Regions from separate parts of the Ovis aries genome. Here region 1 is linked to region 2. Evidence: chromatin contacts called from public Hi-C data. All regions are on one chromosome and are shown on one strand. The core of a region is the stretch at or near the end of the contact, and the rest is flanking DNA. Distances in the headings are between cores, read along the strand shown. Region 1 has its middle 57 kb from the start of TRNAA-AGC. Region 2 overlaps DAPK1 (death associated protein kinase 1).

Region 1 (3,143 bases), core at 279-2,778, 330 kb before region 2:
CAAATACACATGGCTAACCATGGTGAAAAAGACATCTGTGTAGATAGCCTAAGAACATGTTACTGATGCCCTAGAGCTCTGCATGGTCTGCAGAAGTTCCAGAACTTTGTCCCTTCCCCAGTAGAGAGACTCAGAAAATACAAGAGGGCCTGTGCCAGCTAAAGTCATGATGAAGGAGCCTTGGAGTCTATGAAGCACAGTGACTCATGATCCATCCCCAACATGATACCAGAAAGCCAGAAGGGACCAACTGCTCAAGGCAGACTCCACGCTGAGGTCCAGAAAATGGTTTAGCCCATTTGCAATTAGAAGATGTGATGCTACTGACCCAGAGCCCAAAGTTCCCCTTCCTCACCACCCCAAGTTCAGCAGGGAGAAGAAATCTGAAATCTTGAAATAGTTGGGAAATGTAGACACTCCCAAGTCTCCACCCCACTAACACCTGAGGACTTGTAAGGAAATGCAGATGATTTATGTGAACTACAAAATCTGAGCTTTCTTCGTGTATTTCATAGTGGTATATACATTTTCATTTGGGAGAAGGCAATGGCAACCCTCTCCAGTACTGTTGCCTGGCAAATCCCATGGATGGAGGAGCCTGGTAGGTTGCACTCCATGGGGTCGCTAGGAGTCGGATACGACTGAGCAACTTCACTTTCGCTTTTCACTTTCATGCATTGGAGAAGGAAATGGCAACCCACTCCAGTGTTCTTGCCTGGAGAATCCCAGGGACGGGGGAGCCTGGTGGGCTGCCGTCTCTGGGGTCACACAGAGTTGGACACGACTGAAGCGACTTAGCATACACATTTTCATATTCACCACAACTAGTTTTCTTTGTTATAGGGTATCTTCTGATAGAAACTAAGTGATCATTCTACTTAGATTTTATACCAGGAAGTCACATGGACAGTATATTACACTTTCTAAATGAATCCATTCTTGACTGCCATATTCAAAATAACAGTTATCTTCCACAAGGTGGCCCTCGAAGCAACAAAATAACTGCATCCAGAACAGCCGCACCAATAAAAGGAGTTGATCTGAGTTGTTTTTATTTCCCATTTATAAGTAATTAATCGAGTAGGAAAAAAAGAAAAATTAAACACTGTGCTAACAAACTGATTTGTGTCTTCGGTGTTCATTTTCATCAAATAGAGCAGAAACTCCAAATCACATGGACAGCAACACAGCAGTCTTCAGCTATTTCAGAAACAAGGAAACTCACACATGACTTAATTTCTGTCAGTTTTTTTAAACCTGAAAATTTGTAGTGACAGTAAAGAAAAAAGCCCCAAAAGATTAGTCATTGTGCACATGGGGTTAAAAACACAAACAGGAAAAAGAAAAAAAAAAAAAAAACAGACTTCAGCCATCATGCAATTCCAGATTGCCAGATTTCTTGATTATGGCTTTTAATCAAAACCCAGCCAGCTGCCTGTATTTAACTTTAATTGTCAAGCTCTAGGTCTCAGCCAATCATCTCGCTTCTGAGCTGGCAGTCTAACAACAACAAAATATGAAACTCTCTCCCTGACCTAGTTTAGTGGGAGGGGAAAAAGAAGAGGAAGAGGAAGAATCAGCTCAGGATTGGGTCAGTGTTCCTTTGAAGAACACATCTCCAGCTTTCTAAAGCAAAACAACATCTGTGCCTGGAAACTGGTTTAGCACCTTCCAGATAAACAAATAGCATTTTTATAACCCTGCTGTCCCCCTCTTTTCTTCCTCCCCACCGAAAAGCAATGTTAGCACTTCAAAGACTCGTGGGCAGCCAGAGGCAAGGCCTGGAAGAACCTTCTTTGTTAGTTTGTCCTGGGCTCCCCTGTTGGCTAAGGATTCACTCTGTGCTATTAATTTCTCTGTTCTTGGTCCTTTGTGAGATTTGGAGCAAGCCTCTCTCCCTCCCAGCTTGCTAACAGCTCCAAATATTCTATTTTTCCTCAGGGATAGATACCTTAGCTGCCTTTCTCAACCTGGTATGTGAAGAATGCTGCTTCGTTTGAGTGAATGGAAAAAATTCTCAGTAAACAGAAGCAATCCTTCTCTCTGTCTCTCCCCTCATCTTTCTGAGAATTATAAATAATGGACAAGAGGAGGAGGTCTTCCTGACAGTGTCAAAAAGATCAGGGTCTTTTAAAACCATCCCAAGCACAGACCTGAGGTGGAGTGTCTTGCTCCAGGCTCCCCAAACATCCTCCCACAATCAATTCGACTTTGAGCTTGACCTTGAGATCTGACACAAGGTTATGGCATCAGGATTGGTCACAGTGCATAGCAACAAGTTTCCTTCTCTCCAGTCATTTACATATAGACGAAACAGCTAATATTCAAATCAGTGGAAGCAGACCCACAGCTGATTGAATTAAATCTCTTCTCCAGCTTGATTTGCATAACCTGCAATAATCAGAATGGAGAGTGAAAGCATAATTGAAAGGAGAAAATATATACTAGCAGCCATTTGGAATTAGGCAGGGTTGAACTAAGCTGGTAAATTCTGATTTTACTGAAAGCAAAACTGCCCTTGGCTAACTTTAATTTTAAAATATTAAGAAATGTGATTTGGGAAACTGGAAAGTTAATTAATAAATAAAGTCTTAGAAAACCTTTGATTAATAGCAACCAAAAGAAAAATTTTTTTTGAGAAATGTTGAGCTAGTGATCTGAAAAGTTTTCTCACATTATTCTACAGGTCCCTCAGAAGCAATCTCTGCATACTATGTTCTATCCTATCCCTGGGAAGGAAAATAATTCAACCAATATTTATTTTATGGTAAAACATTTACTGCAAGAATCTTCCCCATTGCTATACCCAAACTCCAGTTTCCTCAGAATATGGTTCATGTATGACACCTCCACTTTCATCCCCCCACCCACATTGCCTTTATAAAATAACAAAGCCTGAAAGGAAAGCCCCATGAGCCCTTCTAGGACAGGACACCCCGCTGTCAAGTAATGTACTTTCAGATCTGGCATACAAACTCCTTAATTTTCTTAATTTCACCTTCCCTTGCTGTTCCCATCATCTGGGGTCTCAGAGAAGAAAGGGGAAAAGCACAAGGCCAGGCAACAGTGACTCAGATCCCCACAGAGCCCCCCGCCTCCCCCCCCCCACACCCCCAACCCCCGCTCCTAACTTATCCATTTCT
Region 2 (2,996 bases), core at 183-2,682:
ATTAAGTTATTCAACCCAAACAACCTAATATTTCAGGAGCTGATGGAACAAATGAGTCACATAAATTGAAAGAAAGCTATTTTTTTTTAAATTCTCAATTGACCACAGTTGTATACTAATGGTAGGTGTGTGCTCATTGGGAACCTTCAGAAATAGTCACAGAAAAGTATTACATTAATATTTCCTGCTGAGACTGGCTTACCATTTACGAGCATCTAGAAAAAGAGCAGAGAAGGCAATGGCACCCCACTCCGGTACTTTTGCCTGGAAAATCCCTTGGACGGAGGAGCCTGGTGGGCTGCAGTCCATAGGGTCGCTGAGAGTCAGACGTGACTGAGAGACTTCACTTTCACTTTTCACTTTCATGCATTAGAGAAGGAAATGGCAACTCACTCCAGTGTTCTTGCCTAGAGAATCCCTATTTAAACCTTGGACTCTTTAAAGGTGTCCAACAAGCACACACCTTTCATTAGTACACAACTGACTCTTTAAACCTTGGACTCAGAGTGGACACCACCACCCCTATATCCTGTTCTATGTGGATCTTCACAAGATACCTGCTTTGTATCACAGTCACCGCCAACCCTGTGCAGTGCATACGCAATGTCACTGAAAGGAAGGCAGTCCCAGCTAATTTGAGACACTGAACTGCCTGAAGCTAGTAGTTTCCCTGGTGTCGGAACCTGCTGGTTCCATCAAAAATTTAAAGTATTCCTCAACACCCCCTTGAATACACTGCAGTGCCCCCAGATACCTTGGCCCATGGTTTGGGAGCCGTAGGCAATCAAAAATGCTGGGTATGGCCGTGGCGTTTCACCGCATTAGAGCATCTTCACTTTCTGTCCTTCCATGCCTTCTTCCCTTGCTGTCTCTAAATCTGAGCCACAGTGCAAATTTTTCTGGAACTTTGGGGCCTTCAGCCCTGACTCATGCCTCCTTTCTTCCAGCACAGCAGGAGACTTAATTTAGTTATTTTATGATAAGCCTCCCACTCTTTCAGCCTTTGAAGTTTTATTTTAAAGTCACTCTGTTAGCTGAGAAATACTTGAAAACATTTTGTTTGGCTTGCCTCCCCAAGGAGATGGCAAGTTTCTGGAGAAAGGAGACCTCGCCTCCTATCTCTTCCTGGTCCCTCCACACATGTCATCCTCGGCAGCAAGGGTGAGGTCTCTCCCGGGTCTTTTTGTCTCCTGCAGTATGGACGGACGCCTCTGCACCTTGCCGCCAACAACGGGATTCTGGACGTGGTCCGCTACCTGTGTCTGATGGGCGCCAATGTGGAGGCGCTGACCTCGGTGAGTAGCCCTCTGGCAGAAGAAAATGACTGCCAGTGTCTCAAGCCTCGAGGGCACGAGAGGGAAGGTATTGCTTGGCAACTGCACTGCAAAGCAGACAGGCTGCTATTAAGCTCCAGCTCCTCCGCAGGCAGTTATGTAAACATCTGCCCACACAAACCCAGGGTAAGATCTTGTTAATGCCTCATCCTCTTCTTTCCCCAGACCCACACTGCCGGGAACACCTGCTGTTTCCCACTGGCCTTTTCGTTTCCTGTGTTATACAACAGGCCTTCATGTTTTGTATTAGCTTGTGTGTTTATCTTTTCTAAGTATGCCCCCTCCACTGTGGGGGACTGGAGGGGCCATGGGCTTTCAGAGAGGGAGGAGGAAGGCCCCTCAGTGTGGGGGGAGCAGGTGACAACAGCTGTCCTCTCGTCTTTGAAAGGTCTGGCTTTGCTCTTAGGCCTGCATGCATGCAGTAGTGTCCGACTCTTTTGTGACCCTATGGACTGTAGCCCGCCAGGCTCCTCTGTCCACGGGATTCTCCAGAATACTGGAGTGGGTTTCTGTGCCCTTCTCCAGGGGATCTTCCCAACTCCAGGGACCTAACATCTCTTATGTCTCCTGCATTGGCAGATGGGGTTTTTTTTTTTTGCTTTTTTTTTTTTTTATCACTAGCATCACCAGGGAAGCCACTGCATATTTTAAAATAAGGTTTCTTTAGTTTCCCCTCTTTAGTTTCACTCCTGACACTCCCCATTCCAGACGTGGTACCTCCCTGCAGAAGAAACCCTTTGATCCTCATTTTGAGGATACTAGAGAGGAACCAGACCCATTGTTGTGTCTGCGGATGAGATAAGGTTGCTGTTTTACAGCTGCAGTGAAACATTATCTTTTGAGCTGTTTCTGGCCTGGCAGTGGGTTGAGTCTCCACTGGCTCATGTGAGAGATTCCTAAAACTCACAAGAGCTTTGCTAACACAAACTGTTTCTTTAGAGGAGACCCACTGGAGTTTTAAAATATGGGAGCTAACCTTGGGAAAATCAGGGATCTGAAGCTGGAGAATCATACAGGGGATGGCAAACTGTGGACCACAGACCAAACTCAGCCTGCTGCCCACTTCTGTTAATAAAGTTTTATTATTATTATTATTTTATTATTTTATTTATTATTTATAAGTTTTTAATATTTATTTATTATGCCTGTTGTTTACATATTGTCTGCAGCCATTTTCACTCTTCAAGGGGAGACTTGAGCAGTTGCAACAGAGACCCCAACGCCCTCAGAGCCCCAAATATCTGCTCTTAGGCCCTTTACAGAAAATGGTTGCTAACCCCTGGCCTAGGGCATTGCCTCCCTGGTGGCACAAATGTGACGAGAATGTCATTCCCTCCCCACAAGCAGGGGGTCTGTTTTCTGCAGTGTTGAGCCCTGAGCTGGGCTCCTCTGCAGGCCCAGTGATGACCAATGCTTTACCTGGGACTGGACTTTCTTAGGGCACCTGCTCGCCCATCACAAGCCCACCCACAGCCACCTATGAACCTGATGTGCCATTATCAAACTTTCCCCAACCATGTCTAGGCACTCAGTCTAGTTACTCCACAATAAAGCACTTATATACATTTTTACGAGAAGAAATTTTTTTTTTTTACAGATATTGCCTCATAAAAAGTAAACTGTTGACAATGGCTGTGAAGATGCCAGGAGCTGCTCCTGCCA

The links. Hi-C and Micro-C count contacts between places; a contact is called where the count stands out from the background.
Region 1: a Hi-C map of tail adipose tissue shows a contact between it and region 2, with 5 times the contacts expected there. The contact joins two enhancer-like sites. A contact is called at or near these places in 10 of 16 Hi-C or Micro-C datasets (blood, hypothalamus, liver and 5 more).

The regions. Positions count from the first base shown.
Region 1 is chr2:32,365,741-32,368,883 of ARS-UI_Ramb_v3.0, reverse strand. No RefSeq gene overlaps it. Among named protein-coding and RNA genes, the nearest start is that of TRNAA-AGC, 57 kb to the right of the region's middle. Within about 2 kb of position 1,528, at least 10 of the 54 cell types and tissues checked have an H3K27ac peak or open chromatin away from gene starts, as enhancers often do.
Region 2 is chr2:32,040,342-32,043,337 of ARS-UI_Ramb_v3.0, reverse strand. It overlaps DAPK1 (death associated protein kinase 1), which reads left to right. Exons shown (of 27, transcript XM_042243060.2): 18 at 1,197-1,295. Among named protein-coding and RNA genes, the nearest start is that of CTSL, 110 kb to the right of the region's middle. Within about 2 kb of position 1,432, at least 8 of the 54 cell types and tissues checked have an H3K27ac peak or open chromatin away from gene starts, as enhancers often do.